7 separate regions of the Mus musculus genome follow, and all the other regions are linked to region 4. The links are chromatin contacts, called in public HiChIP or PLAC-seq and promoter capture Hi-C maps. All regions are on one chromosome and are shown on one strand. Each heading gives the region's core, a stretch centred on a gene start, on an enhancer-like site or on the middle of the called end of the contact. The rest is flanking DNA. Distances are from core to core; before and after follow the strand shown.

The links. Promoter capture Hi-C pulls out the DNA fragments that hold promoters and counts their contacts. HiChIP or PLAC-seq counts read pairs in DNA pulled down with a chosen protein or histone mark. Capture Hi-C pulls out chosen DNA fragments and counts their contacts.
Region 1: a contact with region 4 is called in a promoter capture Hi-C map of cranial neural crest. The contact joins the promoter of Mfsd2b here to the promoter of Adcy3 in region 4. A contact is called at or near these places in 2 of 39 promoter capture datasets (cranial neural crest and hippocampal neurons).
Region 2: a contact with region 4 is called in a promoter capture Hi-C map of adipose tissue. The contact joins the promoter of Atad2b here to the promoter of Adcy3 in region 4. A contact is called at or near these places in 2 of 39 promoter capture datasets (maxillary cranial neural crest and second pharyngeal arch cranial neural crest), 2 of 115 datasets of contacts at active chromatin or transcription factors (memory CD8 T cells and pro-B cells) and 1 of 9 other capture datasets (adipose tissue).
Region 3: a promoter capture Hi-C map of neural stem cells shows a contact between it and region 4. The contact joins the promoter of Asxl2 here to the promoter of Adcy3 in region 4. A contact is called at or near these places in 1 of 39 promoter capture datasets (neural stem cells) and 1 of 115 datasets of contacts at active chromatin or transcription factors (embryonic stem cells).
Region 5: an H3K4me3 HiChIP or PLAC-seq map of embryonic forebrain shows a contact between it and region 4, with 2.5 times the contacts expected there. The contact joins the promoter of Sf3b6 here to the promoter of Adcy3 in region 4. A contact is called at or near these places in 6 of 39 promoter capture datasets (cranial neural crest, frontonasal cranial neural crest, hippocampal neurons and 3 more), 1 of 484 Hi-C or Micro-C datasets (nephron progenitors), 1 of 115 datasets of contacts at active chromatin or transcription factors (embryonic forebrain) and 1 of 9 other capture datasets (adipose tissue).
Region 6: a contact with region 4 is called in a promoter capture Hi-C map of hippocampal neurons, with 2.5 times the contacts expected there. The contact joins the enhancer-like site here to the promoter of Adcy3 in region 4. A contact is called at or near these places in 11 of 39 promoter capture datasets (the 3T3-L1 cell line, the C10 cell line, embryonic stem cells and 8 more), 1 of 484 Hi-C or Micro-C datasets (bone marrow-derived macrophages), 3 of 115 datasets of contacts at active chromatin or transcription factors (embryonic forebrain, large pre-B cells and microglia) and 1 of 9 other capture datasets (macrophages).
Region 7: a contact with region 4 is called in a promoter capture Hi-C map of liver. The contact joins the promoter of Pfn4 here to the promoter of Adcy3 in region 4. A contact is called at or near these places in 14 of 39 promoter capture datasets (the 3T3-L1 cell line, the C10 cell line, cranial neural crest and 10 more), 2 of 484 Hi-C or Micro-C datasets (bone marrow-derived macrophages and muscle stem cells), 2 of 115 datasets of contacts at active chromatin or transcription factors (astrocytes and large pre-B cells) and 1 of 9 other capture datasets (liver).

Annotation. Positions count from the first base shown.
Region 1 is chr12:4,872,914-4,875,898 of GRCm38.p6, forward strand. Mfsd2b (major facilitator superfamily domain containing 2B) reads right to left here and starts at 1,446. Exons shown (of 14, transcript NM_001033488.2): 1 at 1,358-1,446. The coding sequence starts at 1,423.
Region 2 is chr12:4,915,968-4,918,667 of GRCm38.p6, forward strand. Atad2b (ATPase family, AAA domain containing 2B) reads left to right here and starts at 1,386. Exons shown (of 28, transcript NM_001362349.1): 1 at 1,386-1,954. The coding sequence starts at 1,742.
Region 3 is chr12:3,425,548-3,428,368 of GRCm38.p6, forward strand. Asxl2 (additional sex combs like 2, transcriptional regulator) reads left to right here and starts at 1,310. Exons shown (of 13, transcript NM_001270988.1): 1 at 1,310-1,665. The coding sequence starts at 1,609. It overlaps 1110002L01Rik (RIKEN cDNA 1110002L01 gene), which reads right to left and starts at 1,200. Exons shown (of 3, transcript NR_030694.1): 1 at 954-1,200.
Region 4 is chr12:4,132,704-4,135,691 of GRCm38.p6, forward strand. It overlaps Adcy3 (adenylate cyclase 3), which reads left to right and starts at 1,450. Exons shown (of 21, transcript NM_138305.3): 1 at 1,450-2,297. The coding sequence starts at 1,623.
Region 5 is chr12:4,816,285-4,818,984 of GRCm38.p6, forward strand. Sf3b6 (splicing factor 3B, subunit 6) reads left to right here and starts at 1,324. Exons shown (of 4, transcript NM_025323.2): 1 at 1,324-1,535. The coding sequence starts at 1,506. It also overlaps the pseudogene Gm20348.
Region 6 is chr12:4,707,500-4,710,508 of GRCm38.p6, forward strand. It overlaps Itsn2 (intersectin 2), which reads left to right. Exons shown (of 40, transcript NM_001198968.2): 35 at 31-246; 36 at 614-735; 37 at 1,446-1,528. Among named protein-coding and RNA genes, the nearest start is that of Fam228a, 29 kb to the right of the region's middle. Within about 2 kb of position 1,737, at least 21 of the 459 cell types and tissues checked have an H3K27ac peak or open chromatin away from gene starts, as enhancers often do. A contact at or near this core is called in hippocampal neurons, where this site is marked.
Region 7 is chr12:4,767,756-4,770,603 of GRCm38.p6, forward strand. Pfn4 (profilin family, member 4) reads left to right here and starts at 1,540. Exons shown (of 4, transcript NM_028376.4): 1 at 1,540-2,514. The coding sequence starts at 2,398. It overlaps Fam228b (family with sequence similarity 228, member B), which reads right to left and starts at 1,479. Exons shown (of 7, transcript NM_175431.5): 1 at 1,151-1,479; 2 at 635-766. The coding sequence starts at 742.

The sequences.
Region 1 (2,985 bases), core at 196-2,695, 740 kb after region 4:
AATGTTTCTAAGCAGTGAATGGCTATGAGGATGCTGTAAAGTAATCTTCAACTAAGGCTAGGAATCATTTTATTTTTTTCATCCTTTGGGGGCAGAGTGGGGTGGGAGGGAGTGTGGACTTCGTCCATTTCAGTATCTTGTAGACACCACCACAGGCAGGCTGTGAGGAAGGGAAAGGTCTTCCTAGATAAGGCATATCACAAACTTCACACATTTCCTACCCTAGGAGAAAAACCACACTCAAGGCTGGATGTATTCTTCTTCTGACATCTGTGTGGACATCATTGCAACTGCCAGAAAAACTTTACAGGCAGAATCCAGTGTGAGCGGATTCCCATCCTTTAATGAGTCTCTTGTTTACCCTAAATGGGCCTGTGGAGGTTTGAGATAATAGAAAGGCCGTTACAACAAACTCCAGCTGAAACTGACATGAGACAGACTCACACACTGAGTGATGCTGGGTCTCCTTACCCCATCAGCCCCATAGAGTCCATGGAATCTACACTACACTACATGGAGCGAACAAACTGGCTGTGTGACCTGCGGAACTTGTTGCTTGATAAGCAAAATGAAGACATGCACCTCATAGCATTATTAACGTAGTCAAACACTGCTGCTTCATGGCAGTCTTAGGTTTCTTTTCCTTTTTCCATTAATATCACATATCACCTCAGTTCTCTAAATTCTGGGAGAGGTGAGGTCCCACCCCACCCCCAGTACCATCTTACCATCTGAGATCTGCAGCCACCGGGCCATGTCTCTTACTCATCCACTTTTCCTAACTGTTAAGGCGATAGCTCTAATTATATTTCCCAGAACATCAAGAAATCTTCCTGCCTTAGCCTCCCCAGTCAGGTACTGAGACTACAGGCACACCTAGGCACGGGGTCTCCCAACTGAGGGCCACTTTTTGCCACGAAGAGAACGCAGAGGGTCTAAGGACCTTGGGTTCCCATCTCCCCTCTACCCAAATCTCTCAAGCCCCTGCCTGGGCATCCGGAGAATCCTCTAAGGAGAACTTGGTACCTGGCGAGCACCACAATTTCGGAGGGAGGCTAAGTCAACCGGAGCTACCAGGAGTTTGGGGAAAGGAGGCAGCTCCCTTCGCTGGGCTAAGAAGCCTCCAGGAGGATCTGCAGTCAGGACACTGGAGATCTGGTCCTTCCAGCCTGCCTACTTGAATAAAGCTGTGTTACTTCACACTAGGACTTGGGATGCCTTCCTATTTTCTCTGGGGTGTCCCAGTGGCGCCAAACCACACACTACCCAACAACTGGACAAAGTGCTGTGGTAGGTTCTTCCCTGCTCTTGGGAGCGCTGAGTAGCCCGGCTTCCCTCTTCCCACCCTGACGCTCACCGAGCCTGGCTCCTGGGTGTGAGGCTCTGCGACAGGAGCGGGGGTGGGTCCATGGGGCACCGACATCCCGTGGCTGTTAAGCTCCGACTGCTGCCGCAGCGCAGTCACTATCGGGAGGGTGGATCTGGCCAAGTGGGCGTGGTCCCATTGTGCAGGCAGCCCGCCCTCCGGGAGCTCTAGTAGCCGCGTGCCACCTGAGGCAGCAGTGTGGGGATACCCAGGACCTCGAAGCTTCGGGTCCTCCTCTCCAAGGAGGAACTCCAATCTCCATACACCTGGGAAAAAGCGGTCAAGTCCTCAGGGACGATCTTGTTTGTTTCTTGGCAGACATGTTGTAGACAGAAACCCTCAGCTAACCCCGCCTTGGGTGAAAGCCAGCAAATAAACCTATTTAAATAAAGCACTTCACTTGTCCAGATTAAAACTGTGGCTGAGTGGACTCAGCCCGAACTACACATTTCCCAGGCTTTTCCTATAGGGGACTTGCAACTACAGCTGTGCCACCAAGTCCTGGAGGGTGAATGAAGTGTGGTGGGTGTGATAGCTCACCCAGGACATACTTTCAAAAGGCAAAAGACCACACTGTATAAACACCTAACAAGAAAATAGTGTGACTATCCTTCCTTGTATTATCAGACTACTGAAACAATGGGTCCCAGAAATTAGTCGACCCCTACCCCCAAGGGGGGAAAAAAACCCAAAACCCAAAAAATTCCTCCTAGGAGTAAAGGGGCTGGGCAGCCAACTTTTTTTTTTTTTTTTTCCAAGACAGGGTTTCTCTGTGTAGCCTTGGCTGTCCTGGAACTCACTTTGTAGACCAGGCTGGCCTCGAACTCAGAAATCCCCCTGCCCCTGCCTCCTAAGTGCTAGGATTAAAGGCGTGCGTCACCACGCCCGGCTAGGGCCAGCCAACTTAAGAGAAAGATTTCCAATGTGTCAACTTTGATGTGCTGCGGCGTTACATTCTCTTGGAGATGGACTTCGGAGGCCACTGGATCTTTGGATTCCTCTCCTCGGTGTGCTTGGTATGGTCTGCTCACCCCACCCCACCCCCAAAATAGCTTTAGCCATTTTGTTTCATACCTGTCAATCACCAACACAGAGAAGTGACTTGGCTCAAGGCCATGCTAACCACATACCCTGTTTTGTGTTTTGTTCTGTATATTTTGAATGTTCTATATGAGGTTTGCTGATCTTAAGAGATTAAAAAATAAAAAGGAAAGAGAGAAAAGAAAAAGAAATTCCACAAAGCATTACATGGCCATCAAAGTTCAATATTAACTGTTATATCTGAAATAGCTAGAGTCAGAGCTGACCATGAGGCAGCCCTTCCTGCACCTCCCTATGAGCTCATACATACATATGTGAGCACTGCATGTACGTATGTGGTTTTTGTTGCTGCTACTAATAAACCAAAAGTTATAATTCTTGTGCTGCTATCCCAAAGCTCTGCAATTCTCCTGCACCCATCCACTAACCCCTTTACCTAACCCAGGACCAATCAGCCTAAAGGTTAGCTGATAACACTTTGCTTAGTGAGCCAACTGCTCCCCTCCCTGCTCTTTAAACCTTTGAACCTGGTTTTTCCTGTAAAAAGTCTACTCTGAGAGATTAGTACCGCAATTAGG
Region 2 (2,700 bases), core at 136-2,635, 780 kb after region 4:
TTCTTTCTTTCTTTCTTTCTTCCCTCCTTCCTTCTTTCTTTCTTTCTTTCTTTCTTTCTTCCTTCTTTTCTTTTCTTTCTTTCTTCCTTCCTTTCTTCCTTCCTTTCTTTCTTTCTTTCTTTCTTTCTTTCTTTCTTTCTTTCTTTCTTTCTTTCTTTGATGTATTTCCCCTCATTTTGTAGTTCAGAATGTATCTCTAAAGGAGTTCCTTAGGTCCTTGCTTGAAGTAGGGGCTCGTGCTTCTTACCACCAGTTGTACTTTACTGATCTCTTGTCCATTTGTTGGTGAGCTTTCTTGAGAATCAGAGGGTCTCATTATGTAGCTCTGCCTGTCCTGAAACTCACTATGTAGACCAAGTTGGCTTTGAACTTATTTACTTATTTATATATATATATATATAAATACACACAACTACTCTGTACATTCTATATAGTGAGGACTGAACAAAGCTTATTAATTTTTTGTTTGGGGTCTTACATGGCTAAATGTTATAACTATGAAGCTATTTAGTCTTTATTCACTCTTCACTTTTTTAGTGTAATAATCAGGGGAATTTCTGCCCAAATAAAGACTAGGCTCTCTATCTTAGATAAACTGTGATGCTTTGAAATGAACATTTATTCTTCCCTCTATAATTCCAGACCTTTCCATATTACATTAATTTAATAATTACATAGTACTTTGACTTTTTTTCCTTTGGAAGTGTTTTGTCTTAATTCTGCACACCGGTAGGATGGAGATAAAAGATGCTGCAAAATCCCTCCGGTAGACTTGGCTAAAGTCAAAGGGAACAACACTTGAGTTCAGTGGTTCAAATCTTTAATCCTGGCGCTTGGGATGAATGCAGAGTTCAAGGCTAGCCTGGTCTCCATAGTGAGTTTAAAAAAGGATGCAGAGTTCCTAGAGTTGTTTTTTCTTAGTTTAACTTGCGTGGATTACCGCAGGGACTTCTTTCATTCATTGCCATTATCATTTGGACAGTCATGCAATGTGCAGCCCAAGTTCATTAGGGGTCTTGCCCAAAGTACCTAGGCAACTGGAACCCCTCCGCACCGCACCGTCCTCTCCATTCCTTCTACTCCGCGCTTGGTCGGCCGTTCCTGGCGTCCTCCAGGCCACCGCAGGGGTCTGGAATCTGGGGTCCTCGGTCTTGGCCAGGCGTTGAAGGGTCCGGACTACGTTCCACGCGGAAACCCATCCTGCGCCCTGGCCGGCTCTGCCCATCCCCCAGTCTAGACAGGGCAGCAAAAGCTGGCCACTGTGGGGTTCACAGCCCAGAGCGCCTCCCCGCAGGCCTCCCGCCGATGCTGACGTCACGTCGAGGCGGGGCCTGTGCAGAAGGAAGGGCTGCGCGTCCTTGCAGCGCCCCGCAGCGGCCGCGTCCAGAAGCGGCCTTGTCGGCCCTGCGGCGCCAGAGACCTGACGCACGGAGCTCGATAGAGAGAGAACGAGAGAGAAAGGGGCAGACATGGCGGCTCCGCTCGGCTCCCGCTGAGGACCGCTGAGCGGGCGCAGGGTCTGCGCGGCCGGCCTGCAGCCTCGCTTCCGCCTCCCGCTCCCTGCCTCCTCGCGCCGCCGCCGGCTTCTGCTCCGCTCTAGCCTGTCGGGCCTGCGTCCCGGAGAGGCAACGCGAGCCGGCCCGGCGAGGCTCCGCTGGCCCCTGCCCGCCGGCGGGCCGGCCTTCCTCGCCTCTCCCGGGAGCGGCGGGCGCGGCGTGGACCCGGTCCCCCTGGCTGGACCATGGTGAACACCCGGAAGAGCTCTCTGCGCCTTCTCGGGTCCAAGTCTCCTGGGCCCGGGCCTGGGCCCGGGGCCGGAGCCGGAGCGGAGCCGGGGGCGACCGGCGGCAGCAGCCATTTCATCTCCTCTCGGACCCGCTCCTCTAAGACGCGCGCGGCCAGCTGCCCGGCGGCCAAGGCCGGGGGAAGCGGCGGCGCCCTGGACGAGGCCCGGGTAAGAGCGGCGGCCCACGGCCGAGGCTTGAAAGTGCTGGCCCGGCCGCCCGGGCTTTGTCTGGCCGGAGACCGTCTTGCGGGTGCGGTGGAGGGTGGCAGCCGCCGAAGGGCCGCGACTCCAGCACCTTAGCTGAGCCGGCCCGGTTCTTTTGTGTAAAGAACAGCACTCGAGTCCACGGGAGATGGCTCTTGGGGTTCCTTTCGGGGACATTAGAATGCTCTGCCATCCGTGTCCTTGCCCGGCTTTAGAAGGGAATTCTAGAGGAAGCAAGAATTTAAGGCTGCAGTGCCTGGCTTGGAAGGGGAGAAGAGAGAAGTGAAAGTTTTCTGCGGTGTCAAACCCCTCTTGAAAGTGTGTCAGCTCTTGCCGCTGTCTGAGTTTACTTAGTTTGGGGGTGGTTCAAGTTGGTAAGGAAGTGAACAGAGCTCCAGTTGGCAGGCAGGCAGGCAGGGATGCTGAAAAAAGTTTGTAGCTGCACTGACACCAACTTTAAAAACAAAACCAACGCTTAACGCCTCTGTAGGCAAGGCAGATCAGACACGGTGCTGTAAGCTGTAGGGCGAGCCAGCCAGCTAACCAAGGTTCTTGTAGAGAGCAGAGGACTTTCAAGTTACAAAGGGAGTATGTAGAAAGAAACGTGTCGAATGGCCATCGTGACATGGTTTCTACATTTCTGTTAAGGAAATGTTTTTCAAAAGTCAAACTAGCGTTGTTGTGGTCCGTACAATTGCAGAAGCAAGAGT
Region 3 (2,821 bases), core at 60-2,559, 710 kb before region 4:
AACCACATGGTGACTCACAACCATCTGTAATGAGATCTGATGCCCTCTTCTGGTGTGCATGAAGATAGAAATCCGTGTACACTTGCCTAAGCTACAGAACGAATTCAAGAACAGTCTGGATAATTTAGGGGGACGCTGCCTATGTAAAAACAACAGAATGGCTGGAGTACAGCTGAGTGGTAGAAGGCTTATGCTAGCCTGCAGGCTCAATCCCCAGTACCCATGGGAGGCGGAGAGCTTGCATTGAGCCACATCCCTAGCCGCTGTGCATTCTCCTCTATGTTGTTTACAAGAACAGATAATCAGAGATAAAATGTTCTGGATATTCAGGAGGGTGTTACTGACATTATGAAGAGTGAATAGTTTCTTGACTAGACATAGCTGAACCATTCAACAAATATTTAACGGATTCCTGATACATATAGGCTCTGTGCCAAGGGAGATAAAACATACTTCTTTGATGATACCAATCACATGTAAAAACACAATGCGATTTCTAAACTCCTTTTTAAAAAATATTTATTTTATGTATGAGTACACTGTAGCTGTCTTCACTGTAGCTGACACACCGGAAGAGGGCATCGGATCCCATGGTTGTGAGCCACCATGTGGTTGCTGAGAATTAAACTCAGAACCTCCGGAATAGTCAGTGCACTTATCCTCTGAGCCATAAACGTGGTTTCTGTTGGCCTAAAAAAGGTCTATTTACTTTGCGAGACAAGGCTTGGTAGCTAACAACTTAGTTTTTGGTATATTCACATCCTATACTAGAGAGTTGGTAAATCAATCTAACCTGTCTCATCTATTAATCAGATTAATAATAGACAAGAACTGCACGCGGTACGTCTTCAAAAAGATAAGCTTTGTAAAAAATGAACTTGAGGACAAGACGATGCATGCCTGTAATTACCAGTAATGGGAGACAGAAGTTCGGAGTTTAAGGTCCGCCTTACCTGAGCCTGTACCACAACAAAATAAAACATGCTGATTAAAACGGTAGTTGGCAAGATCACTTGATCGTCGGGCTCTTTAAGTTTCCAGAGCCACTCCTCAACACACGCTGCACGTAACCGCGCAATCAGCCTTTCCCGAAAGGAGCAGATTCTGTTTCCGCCAGAAGATCTTCCCGGCGGGTGTGACCGCCAGACATCCGACCCACAGACCATGGGCCGCCCTCCGTCGTGCGCAAGGGCTCGATGCGGAGACACCGGAAGTGCAGGGGCGTGGCTAACTGCTGCAGCCTGCCGGTCCGACGCCGAGGCTGGGGGCGCGCGCAAGTGCGCGCTCGTTCGCGCGGCCTGCAGCGTACAGTAGTGACGGCCGCGCGGCAGGGGTCACGTGACCACAGAAGCTGCTTGTACAGTAAGAACCCAATATGGCAGCGGCGGTAGCAGTGGCAGCGGCAGCAGGACCGGCCACCCCGTAGAGCCCCCTACCCCCGCCACTGCGCGCCTCCGCGGCCGCTTGCTCGCTGAGTTGCTTCTCGGGTCCGACTTCCCCTTTCTCCCACCTTTCCTGGCACCGCGGGAAAAGCAGTGCAGGGCGCAGCAGGCGAGGGAACGCAGCCGGAGCCGGGGCACGGAAGCCTCCCAGTCAGTCAGAACCGACATGAGGGAAAAGGGCCGTAGGAAGAAGGGCAGGACCTGGGCGGAGGCCGCCAAGACGGTAAGGAGGAGGGAGCAGAGAGAAAGGCTGGCAGGAGTTCGTTTTCTCGCCGGCCACCCGTCGCAAGGCAAGGGAGGTCACTTGGCCCCGCGACCGGGTTGAGGATCAGGAAAGCGCGCGCAGAGAGCGGCAGTTACGGGCGCGTTGGAGAGCCGTGAGGAGACCGAGGCGTCGGCGCGAGGAATCCGTCGCGCGACTGCGACTTCTCGCGGTGGCTACGACTGGACCTCCTCGGTGTTGTGAGGTTGCCTTTCGGGGTCATGTCGCTGTCGCCCCTACACTGTTACCCCTTGTCTCGGCCCTGTGTGTTGTGCTTGCCCAGTAACCGGTTCTTCTCCCTTGTGCGCCTCGGAGAGCCCCGATTGGATGCAGACAGGAGGCGGTTTGTGCGTGCTTCCAGCCCCGGAAAGGAGAGGGGAGCGCTTGAGCTCGGTGGCGTTCTCCTGTCGAGGCAGAGGTGCTGCCAGACCGGGGCCCCCGCTTATCTTGCTCCGGGAGCCAATGTGAGGTCACGAGGCTTTTGTGTTTGCTGTGAGAGCTGAAAGTGCAGGAGGTGTTTAGAAACGAAGTAACAGGTGGGACTCAGAATTTTTTTTTCTGTTTCCGTAGAGACCTACTCTGAGTAAGGCTGCAATGCATGGTGGGACGTGTAGTTTATTGGCTTTCTTTTTCTCCTTTCCTTTTTCCTTTCCTTTCCTTTCCTTTCCTTTTCTCTCCTCCCCTCCCCTCCTCTTTTCTTTTCTTTTCTTTTCTTTTCTTTTCTTTTCTTTTCTTTTCTTTTCTTTTCTTTTCTTTTCATTTCTTTTCTTCTTTTTTAAGTTAAAGTGAAAGTGGACCGGACCAATGAAGTTGTGATTAGTGCCCCTCACTCCAATTTTGTTATATGGAATTTAAAAGTCATTTAGCAATGAGTATTTGTGAGAAACATTGTTTTGAAAAATTTAAAACGTGTATTTACGAAGAAAAGAAACCTTAAGGAGAAATTGAAGTTTCATCAAGCATTAGTAGCATTTCAACCTCTTTAATAGTGGACAACATAGTGGGTTCTAATAACTGAACCTTTATGAATTATACGTTTTATTTTCTCTTTAAAAAGATGTGTGTGGGGGCTGGAGAGATGGCTCAGTGGTTAAGAGCATTGACTGCTCTTCCAGAG
Region 4 (2,988 bases), core at 200-2,699:
CTGTCCTCAGTCCCTTGAGCACATTTTCTTCTAAAACGACTTTCACTCCTAACAAGGTGTTCTGTCAAATTCAAGGAAAATAATTGATGCTACGGCTTAGGAGATGGACAGGTCCAAAAGGAGCATTTGCTTCTTTAAGGAAGAACTCAAATACATCCCAATTGGTTGGATGTGCACTGGAGATCTTCGTGAAGCAAGGCCTCTTTCAGGTCCACGTGCCAGGCACCAATCAAGCTACTTCAGTCCTCTTTTGTCACCAGTTTCGGCTGCTTATTCCCTCGAAGAGAGATCAAGCCCCACGCTTGACGTCTGGGCTGCCAGGGTGGGCGGAGACACTGAGATGGGGCGCGCCCACTCAGGGAGCTGCCCCCAAACCTCAGCCCGAGGCCTCTCCTGTCCCCGGAAGGAAGCCAGGGTAGAAGAAGGGCGGCCGGGGTGCCCCAGCACGCCTCACCTTCAGGGAAGATACGTCCCGGGCTTTGATCTTCCGTAACACGGCCTGTTTGGGGGCAAGGCGCAGATTCGCCTCGTTCCTTTCTATCTGCCACCAATTCGGCGTTTCCACGCAGTCGTCGCCGGGCGCTGGCAAGAGGGAGACACCGGGGACAGCGAGGGGGCCCCTCCACCCGGCGCCCAGGAGGCGGCGACAAGGCGGGGAGGGGCCGCCCGCCTCCTGGGGCCTGCGGCGCGTGTGAATCAGTGTGCAGAGCGCAGCGCACGGACTCGGCTGGCTCGCCCTGCGTGCGGGGAGAGGATGCTGGCAAGCTGCCCCGGCCTGGGCCCGCCATCCGCAGCGCGCGCCGCCGCCGTCCTCTGCGCCCACCGATGCTGAGCCGCAGCCTCGCGCCTCTCCCAGCCTGACCCGGGGCCTGACCGCGAGGGGACCCGCGCACAGGCTCCGGGTGGACGAGCTGGCGCGGCGGCACTGCGGGAAGCAGCCTGCGGCTCGCTGAAGCCCACTTGGCTTGGCTCCGCAGCCCCGGTTTGGAGCGCGCGGCTCCCGAGTTCCCGCACAGGTCAGCGCCAAGCTACGACCCAGGGCTGGATGGACTTCCACGAGGCTGCAGAGCCCGAGGTTGGGAAGGGGCTGGATTCTCCCAGGGGTGGGTGGGGGAAAGGAAGTAAACAGAAGGGAGATGAGGGAATCCCCAGGACCGCTCCGGCTCCTTCCAGGCACGTTTTCTTTTCAGCTTGGAGCCAGTGGGCCTGAAGGGAATTTAGGTGAGGAAGTCAGGGATAGAGCCGGGCATACAAGGAATGGAGAGATGGCTAGGCCCCTCCAGAAGCCCGACGCAGGAAACCGGGTGTCTGGTGTGGACTGGACTGAGTGTGTGGGCGTGCTTGGGAGGCTGTGGTGTTGGAGGCTTGTGTAGCATGGATCTGTATGAGGGGTAGGTTGGGTCAAGGAAAGAGGCGCCATGTCCTTAGCCATGTCCTTTTAAGTTGCAGATGTTCGGTGCCACCTGTGTCCTGGGAACCCACTAAGCATTCCAGCTCCAGTTGGACGCCCTTCATTCATAACCAAGAGGAACCTCCCCGCCTTCCCCGGGTCTTACGAAGCCCTGGTGAAGTGGCTTGACCTGCAGGTCTCCCTTCCTCATTAGAAACAGCCAGCAGCCAACATGCCGAGGAACCAGGGCTTCTCGGATCCCGAGTACTCGGCAGAGTACTCAGCTGAATACTCGGTCAGCCTGCCCTCTGACCCCGACCGCGGGGTCGGCCGGACCCATGAAATTTCTGTGCGGAACTCGGGGTCCTGCCTGTGCCTGCCTCGCTTTATGCGGCTGACCTTCGTGCCTGAGTCCTTGGAGAACCTCTACCAGACCTACTTCAAAAGGCAGCGCCATGAGACCCTGCTGGTGCTGGTGGTCTTTGCGGCCCTCTTTGACTGCTACGTGGTAGTGATGTGCGCGGTGGTCTTCTCCAGCGACAAGCTGGCGCCCCTCATGGTGGCAGGCTTCGGTCTGGTGTTGGACATCATCCTTTTCGTGCTCTGTAAAAAGGGGCTGCTCCCGGACCGAGTGAGCCGCAAAGTGGTACCCTACCTGCTGTGGCTGCTCATCTCGGCCCAGATCTTCTCCTACCTGGGCCTGAACTTTTCACGGGCCCACGCAGCCAGTGACACTGTGGGTTGGCAGGCTTTCTTTGTCTTCTCCTTCTTCATAACGCTGCCCCTCAGCCTCAGCCCCATCGTGATCATCTCTGTGGTCTCCTGTGTTGTGCACACGCTTGTGTTGGGGGTCACTGTGGCCCAGCAGCAGCAGGATGAGCTGGAAGGGATGCAGCTGCTGAGGGAGGTGAGTCCCACCCTCCTCCCTATCTGTCTATTGTATTCCTTCTCTTCCAGCCAAGTGTCACTCAGGTGGGATTGCTTTCAATGCCAGGAGTTGAACACGTCCTGAGCGGCCTTGGGGTCCCAGTTGTCAGTTCAGAGGACTACCTCTCAGCCCCTGGGAGTGTGCACCCCGATGTCATATGGTGTTTTTCCTAGAGAAAGAACACTGGGCCTCGGGGCCACTCAGCCAACTGTGCCTGGTTGGAGTTGGTGACAGCACCTTGGATCTTGGTGTGGAGGAAGTCTTGCTCAGCCAGTCTATGACCCAGGTCAAGAGACGGCTTGTGGCAAACTCTGCTTAACTCCAGATGGTGTTTGACTTGTGGGGGTTCAGTGCTCTCAGTCAAATGGGGATCCTGTCTGCCCTGGATGCAGAAGTGGCTGTTATCAAGATCCAAGGGAACAGAGATGAAAGCCTGTTAGGTTATGTGAAGAGCTTAAGGAGGGAAGGCGTGGTTATTAGATACCCTGCTTCTTCCTTAGAGCTCAGAGCATCACCAGCAGATAGGTGATGTAAGGGAGGGTGGTCTCCCATAGAAGGCAGAAGTGGGGACACAACCGGGACGGTTGTCATAGCCGCTGTGGTGTGGAGTGTGGTGTTGCGGCCTAGCAGGCTAGTTCCACTGAAGGCGTGGACAGTTGAGATTCAGCTT
Region 5 (2,700 bases), core at 74-2,573, 680 kb after region 4:
CCACCACGCCCAGCCTTTAAAACTACTTTTTAAATGAGGTAGTCGGATCACTAGTTTGCTCGATCTAGGGATAATGAGGTGGGTGGTAAGTGAAAGAAAGTAGGATTGTCACCCAGAAAACTGCCTTTGTACAAACAGCTTGCTTTAGGGAGCCTATAAATAAGTCTGCTACCTTGTGTACCAATTGGTAACTGTGTTCAGATAATTAATTCTCTAAACCCTCCCACGTATTTCTATACTTCATATTTATATGTTTCTATCAGAATGAGCAAAAACATGGCCACAGTATTAAGTCTTCACATAGGCCCACGGCTTTGTTTTCAGGGTAGACCTCTTCTCAGTATACCAAAAAAGCCTATGTAAGCTTGGACCTTCGACAGGTTTATGTTCCTAAAATCCTCTGTAGCATCATAGAAGGAGCCAGCTTTGGGAGTATATCCCATCAGTTTCGCAGCGATAAGGCTTCAGCATTCCTTTTGTGTTAAGCTATGTAAGTCTGTCACTTGCACTAGTATTTTACTGCAGCCTTCAGTCTTACCTGGTACAGAATGAGGGTGCACATTTGAAAGCATGCTCTTTCCTGATGGGAAGTGAAAGGGTGTGCTGTTTTAGATACTCAAAACATTAGGGCTAGGCAGGATGGAGAATAACAGGGTTAAGGCCTTTCTTCAGGCTGATAATCTTTTCCTTAGTACAAACGCCGGTGAAAACCTCCACGGAGCAGATTCTGCCTTTCTCTGCAAACAGCCCCCAACGTCTGCTGCTGGTTCTTGATAGAGTCTACCCGGCAACTTATATTCAAGTGGCTAATATGTGGGGGCTAACAGGAGCGCGGGCAAAATCGTCTTGGAGCTGCCCTAGTGAAGGAGGACCTCCGAGCAAACTCGGAAGTGGCCTCTCTTCCCATGTCCTGTAAAGCTGGTCTAAGGAAATAAAAAGATGCATGTGACGGGTTGTGTGCTCTGTTTGCGTGGACAGGGGCCGCGGGAACCGGGTGAGGGAGTTCGACGGTCAGGTGAAGCGCGACCTGAGGCCCAGGGCCCCGGGATCGGCCTTCCGAGCAAAGTTCAGATTGGGACCTCTGTTGGAAGCGCTGGCGAGCCGGGTTCCTCTCCGAGACCTGGGCGCGCTAAATCGCAGGCTCTGGGTCTGATCTCTCTCATGGACCCCGCCCCTCGCTCCTTAAGCCACACCCCCTCAAGCGGAACACCTCCCTTCCCTTGGCATTCGCCCCGCCCCTTCCGGTCCGCAATCCGGAAGCGTTCTGGAGCTTGCTAGTTCGCTTTCCGGCTTGAGAATGCGTTCTCTGTAGTGTGACTTGGAGCATCTTTTCTAGGAAGTAAACGCGTCCTAATTTGAGACGCGGACTTTCCGGCATTGCTGTAAAAGCTTCCGGCGCTACCTGGCTGTAAATACTCTGTATCTGACGCCGTGTCGCCCACGAAGGCGATCAGGTTTAGAAATATCCAGAGGGATCTTACGGTAACCTACATCAGCCCGCCAAGATGGCGATGCAAGCGGCTAAGAGGGCGAATGTGAGTACCCCGCTTTCTGCGTGACAGGGAAGCGATGTTGTTGCTTGACTGTTGCTGCGTGCCTGGGGAGCGTTTTTTGTCCCTCCGCCCATAGTTGGGGAAGCTTGTTATCAGTTCTGTCAAAGGAGGTTCTGTCCTGGGCTCGTCCTCAGGGGTGTGTTCTTTGAGCGACTTTTCGCCCCACCCCTATTGAGAGCCCCCTGGCATCAGTGACCTCGTAACGCCTAGGACCAGGCGTTAGGCTCTTCTGAGTCCAAAAAGACATACGGAGTAACTATTTGGTTCCTTGCCAGCTGGAGCCTGGGATTTTTCTCGAATGTAGAACTTTGGGAATCCTCTATTAATATTATGTAAGCACCTGCTTTGTCTCTTGTCTTACAAACGGGAAGCAATTCATCAGTTGGGTTTATTCAACACTACTGTGTAAAGGACTAGTCGGGCTTATGTTCTACTGTTGTCAGTGAGTGTTACCAAAACCTTTAAGGAAAAAAAAAAACATCTTTCAGGAAATTAAGAAGTGGTTAAAACTTAGAATCACACCAAAACAAAGACACATAATTGACCATTGGATATCCTGATGAAGATTTTGGGCAACCGCGATTATGTGAATCATTTCAGTGAATGAAAACTTAGTTCCTGTAAAATAAAAAGATGGTAGGAGTTAGGACAAAACTGTAGAGCTGATTCTATGATTTTTCTTATTAATAGAGAAATTGAATTGTTTTAAAGATACCTACAGTGCTTTTTATAGACCAACGAGAGTGAGCCAACATAATGGTAGAGACCTGATATGTAAGATTCCAGAGTAAAACTGGAATGTGGCTCAGTGATTGCCTAGTGGGCGTGAGTCTGGATTTGACTCCCAGCACCTCAAACCATGACAACCAAAAATAAGTAAAGAGGGGAGTGGTTGGTACACCAATAGAAGAAAAAAATGGTTGGATGGACATAGATGGATAAAGTTTACAATAGGAATATATAGTTACCATTTGATCATATCTGTTTTCTTCAAGAAGTGTGGAGCCCCGGGTCATATCCTATGTTGGCTGAGAAGAGTATAGAGCCTTTTCAAATTTTACAGGGGATGATGATGGTGAAGTTTTAGGAGAGAAGAGAGAGACATACACAGTGTTTTACACAGTGAAAAAGCAGATTTACTGGAGAA
Region 6 (3,009 bases), core at 487-2,986, 580 kb after region 4:
TTACAAAGTGCCATTTTCTTCTCTCTCAAGCAACTTATTTTCAACTCCCTCACCAACTGCCTGGGCCCCCGGAAGCTTCTGCACAGCGGGAAGCTGTACAAGACCAAGAGCAATAAGGAGCTGCACGCCTTCCTCTTCAACGACTTCCTGCTGCTCACCTACCTGGTCAGGCAGTTTGCCGCCGCCTCTGGCCACGAGAAGCTCTTCAACTCCAAGTCCAGTGCTCAGTTCCGGATGTACAAAACGGTGAGCGCCAACCACGGCACATGGGGCCTCCTCGCCTGCCTCAGGTGCCACCGTGCAGTGGCTTTTACCAGTTCTCAGGGGAAGGAGCCTGGTAAACACAGCATTGTGCCACAGCCAGCATTGATCTCTCTCTAACTGGAGTCACCAAGCCAGGTGTCAGTGTGCAGAGAGCCGGTCACATCAGCAGCAGGGGCACTCTGAGCTTGTCCCCAGCTCAATGATACTGGGTACTTACTTTGCCATCCAGGCTTGCTTTTCTTCTTGGGCATCAGACCCCTCTGGCTCTTCAGAACTTTTAAAAGAACTCCCTGGTGGGTAAGTGTTGTGGCCTATCTCACAGCCACTATTTTGGTCCTAATTCTTTCAGCCCATTTTCCTGAATGAAGTGTTGGTGAAACTTCCCACAGACCCTTCCAGCGATGAGCCCGTCTTCCACATTTCCCACATTGATCGTGTGTACACACTCCGAACAGACAACATCAACGAGAGGTCAGTCCTCATCATGTGGCCTGTCTTGAACTCTAGGAGCCAGCACAGGCTTGTCCCAGTGCCATAAGTCCAACTCCACGCATGATCAAGTCCTACCAACTCTAACCCCAGCCTCCCCAGCCCCACAGTAGGCTCCAGCTTAGATACATACTGGTCACACAGCTGCCTCCTGACAGTCACCTGCCTCCTGCCTCCTTGGCAGCTCCCCAAATGGCAGATCATGCCCGGTCTCCACTAAAATCTCCTTGGGACCTACCTGAACCCCACAGATGTGCATCCCACAGACTTGCACTTGGCCAGCTGGCTGCTCTCCCTGCCATGTGCCCACCTGCCATTCTTCCCTTCAGTGGGGCTCCCAGGGAAAGCACCTCTGATGACAGTCCCAGGGAACACTGCTGTCCCTCTACACAGTTCTCTGGTAACCACCCGCCATGCTGAGCTGCCATCAGTGTGGTCGTCTCTTCTAGCTCTGGGCTCCCAGTCCCTCACAAGGGCCTTGTGTTGCTTTCAAGCTATCTTTACAAGGCCTCAGCTCAGATTTAATTAGCAGTCAGTCTATCACTTGGACTTAGATTAGATGTGTGACTGAGAACCTGTTAAATGACCTTAAAGCTGAGGTCAGCAAGAGAGAGGAGGCATGGAGCTGGGGCTGGGCTTGAACCAAGAGCTTTCTGGCAGTCCTCATGAGCACCACTCTGCTTCTCTGCCAGGACGGCCTGGGTCCAGAAGATCAAGGGTGCCTCAGAGCAGTACATCGACACTGAGAAGAAGAAACGGGAAAAGGCTTACCAAGGTACCTGCTGGTGTCCTGGTGGGTGGGAACCAGCTGCCACGTGGTATAGGCAGACTGGAGTCTGGTCCTAGAGACACCAGCTGCTGCCCCAGCAGTAAGGCCTGGCAGATGGATTCAGATCGCAGCAAAAGAGCCTGGGTACCGCCCCTCCCATAGCAGCTGTTCCAAGCTGCCCTGAGCTCTCACACTATGGGACCAAATGCAGGTCCTACCTGCTCTGTGTAGCCAGCTGTTCCTGCCCCTGCCCCTTCCCTCCACTCTGACCAACATGCCCCTGCTGGGGCATGTCTTGTCCCACCTGACTGCACTTGCTGGGTATGACACTCGGCCCCTGTCCTCTCAGCCTCTGCCTCCTCCTGGCCTCCAGCACCTAGTACCCTAGGCCCAGTCAGCCCTCCAGCACCTCAGCCCCACCATACTGTGGCACACGAGGTTCTCTCCACATCTTTCCCCCACTGCTGTGTAGATGGCACTTTCAAGGACACTAGCAACCCACCCAGTCCTTGCTCCAGCTTCCTCTGCCCACACACTCTCCCCACCCCTGACCTCCTCATATCCTGAGGCTCCTCTACTCAGCTTCATCTGGCTCTCAGCTCTTTCCTCCAGTCTTGCTGGGCGACTACCCTCCTCTGAGCATTGTGTCCATCAGACAACCCTTCCATGGCACATATCAGCTCAATGGTGGGTTATGGCTACTCTCTGCAGTCCCAGCATTCCAGACAAGTCCTCTGCAGCAGCTCTGCTGTCTTTCCCAGGCCTGTGTCCTTTGCAGAGGCTCCACCAGCCTCCTCTCTTGACAGTGCCAACCCCCTGCCTGAGCATCCTCCTTTTAGCCTCTCAAATTAAGGAGAGTTTTTTACACCAAACTCAGGTTCATCCCCAACCCTGCCTATCACCTAGCCCCATTCCCTGCTCTGTCTCCACTGCTGTGTCACAGGCAGCTGCCAGGCCTTCCCCACAGGACGCTCCCCGTTCTCAAGGCCCAAGTAGAGCTGTCTTAGGGTTTCACTGCCCCCAGACTTCACTTCTCCATCCTCTGAAGTCACCACTGACTCCTGGGGAGCAGGGGATCTGTGTCACGCTGTGTCCTCTGTTCATAGGACAGGTCGTCCGCCAGCTCAGTGCCCTAAAGGATCCTTGGAAAGCATCCTTGGCCCCCTTGGCAATGCCAGCCCCACCTTCCCAGTGCAAGCCGGCCTCCCCTCCCAACCTCCTCCCTCCTAGTGCTCCCAGTTCAGGCTGGCCTCCCCTCCCGACCTCCTCCCTTTCAGTGCTCCCACTTAGGCTCCACTGCTGAAGCCGAAGCTCTTTGTGTGTTTTTATTCAGGTTGCCCTTATTTTGTTCTGTGCTCCTGAAGGTATGTGAAAATTACCTTTTCCTAATTGAATACTATTTTAAAAGCTTGCTACTGAAAAATCAATGATTGGATCATTTCATAAAACATATAATCATCTCCTAATTTATCAAAAGTGCAAATCAA
Region 7 (2,848 bases), core at 290-2,789, 640 kb after region 4:
AAATAAGCAAAACCATAATGACAGAATGGTTACAGGAAATGAGGGAAGTGTGAGGGGGTACTCCAAAAGAACTTGATGAGAAAACTGGGAGCAGTCAATGTATTTGTTATCTTGATGTGTAAAACTGGCTTCAGGAACATACACACGTTAAAATTTATCGTTATGCATTTCAAGTGTATTTATTTTACACCAATTATACCTTAATAAAACTCTTTAGGAAGAAAAATACAACATATCCAGGTTTAAATAGGGGTTTTTGGTTGGTTGGTTGGTTTTTCGAGACAGGGTTTCCCTGTGTAACCCTGGCTGTCCTGGAACTCACTCTCTAGACCAGGCTGGCCTTGAACTCAGAAATCCACCTGCCTCTGCCTCCCGAGTGCTGGGATTAAAGGCGTGTGCCACCACGCCCGGCTTTAAGTAGGTTTTTATCAGCTTTGTTATATTGTTAAAATTTATAATCAATGGTATATGATTCTACTTTAAGCTCTTAAAGAGCAAAGTAAGTAAGTAACAAAGTTAGTAGAGTTAATGGGGATAGATAGGTTCTATCCAATAGAGTAAAATAGAAAGAAAAATAAAACTTATGCACAAGGCACATCTCTAAGCAAGGACCTCAACAGTCATACAACTGTACCTCCATAAAAGAAAGCGACTGTGGTTCCAACCATTCTTTGGAGCTCTTGAGCTTGGGGAGTGTGCCCGTCACCATATCATCTTGGCTCCTATTTTTCATTGTGGTCATCAAGTAACACAGTCCCTAGAAAAGCTAAAATAGCATTTATTTTGTAATTAAAATTCACAGTAATTTTCTCCGCGGTTTAATAATCAACACTCATGACCTTGGGCACTTAGGGAACGAGTCTTGGAAAACTGCCCGTCCATGTGTCCCTTCCAATTGGCTTGAAACAGGGCTCTCTTGAAGCCCTCCTGGCTAGGAATCTAGTTCCCAGCAGTTTTCTAGGTTTGATATGACATGAATGCTGATGAGTTGCCGCTTTCAAGCTACTGACAAATGAACTTAGAGAAAGAAGGGAATTTGGGACCTTCAAGCTCCAAGAGATCCAAAGCCCTCCCCGGGGCCTGCATGTGAGGGAGAAGAAGACTTGTGGGTCTGCGCCCATGATGAATCTAGGGTACCAGGCCCGCTCACCCGGGAGTACCGGGCCCCCGATTCGCGATTCGCCGGCTCCGACACAGACCGCGTGCGCGGGCCGTCCTGCCGCGCAGGCTTCCACAGGTCCTTCAGCCCCCTCTGGCGGTGGGCCTGCCCTTCGGCTCTCCGCACCACAGTGAGCCCGCGGCCTCAGCCCGAGACCTTGGATTCGGAACGCGCGGGCGTTCGGACCTCTGTCTCCTGGGACGCGGCGCCACCCCTACGCGCCCCTCGGCCAGCGGGAAGACGAGAACGCGCGCGCACCTCGCCGAACAGCACGGAGCAGTGCAGCCCTCTGGCCTGGGAGCGAGGCGAGTCGAAAAGGAGGCAGTGGAACTGTCTCGCGCTAACAGGCAGCTATCGCAGCCAATCAGCTTTTCAGATCCGTGCTACGCCCGCCCCTAGCGGAGCCTCGTCTCCTCTTGTAGCCCCTACTCTGTGTTTAGTTCCCGGCCTCCAGGACTCAGGATTCAGTTAGGCTACCGGCCTCCCATCAATTAGTCCTCCGAAGGCAGCGGCGGGAGAGAGTCGTTCGCCTTACTAGGAACCTGCGGCAAAAGAGTGTTTGTGGCGGTTGACCCTTTGAGGGCCGTCCAAGATGGCAGCACATGAGCAGTAAATGTAGCTCTAAAGAGCCTCCAAGGTGGTCTTAGAGCTCAGGTTTGTTGACCGGTGTCTTGTCTACAGCGTTGATGCTGGCCAAGGAGGAGGAATGAAAAGAGTATCTTTTTTAAATCGGTGGTGCACCTTGAGTGGTTTTGAGATTTTGTGGATAACTGGTTGCTTTTTTTTGTTTTTACTTTATTTTACTTTTATTTATTTGTTTGTTCATTTTTGCGGAGCTGAGAATTGAATGGAGGACTTATTCGCAGATCTTTATTTTTCTAAGACAGGGTCTCTTTGGCCTTGAACTTGTGACCTTCCTGCCCTTAGAGTACCCAAAATAATAGGCATAGACCTTTGTTTTTAAATCTCAGGTAAATCATTAAATAGATAAAAATATTGAGGCTCTGATTTTTTTTTCAAACTCACCTTCATAAACCATTCTGTGAATTCTGATTTTTCTATAATAGTTTTTCTTCCCCTCTGAGTACTGGTGAACCCTGGATGATGGACCACTATTTTCACTCGTCCACCGTTTTAGAGGACACACACTGATAATAAGCTGGAACGTACACAAGAAGCACTTGTATTGTCCCTCGTGGAGTCTTCAGCTGCAGGTTCTGGTTCAGAGCCGAAGAAGCATGAGTCACTTGCAGAACTTACTGTTAGATACCCTGCTGGGGACGAAACACGTGGACAGCGCAGCCCTCATCAAACTCCAGGAAAAGACCCTGTGTGTGACATCACCAGGATTTAGTGTAAGGGTGAAAGCTTCTTAAAAATATTTTTTAGGTTAGCATATAGAGTGTTGGATTTTATATGTTATCTTCATGTATGTGTTGTAAGCTATGTAACATCCGAACATGTTTCAACAATGTCAGAATTTATTGAGTAATGATAAATTCACAAAGTACGATAGTTTCTGTGGCAACAATTTCATACATATGCCTGCTTTCTTTGGTAACCTCACGGGTAAGCACAGATTCTTATTCTGCTATCTTAATTACTAATATCAACTCATGGATTACACACACACACACACACACACAGTGTTACAGATTGGCAATAAAGTGTTATGAGGCCACAGCAGAG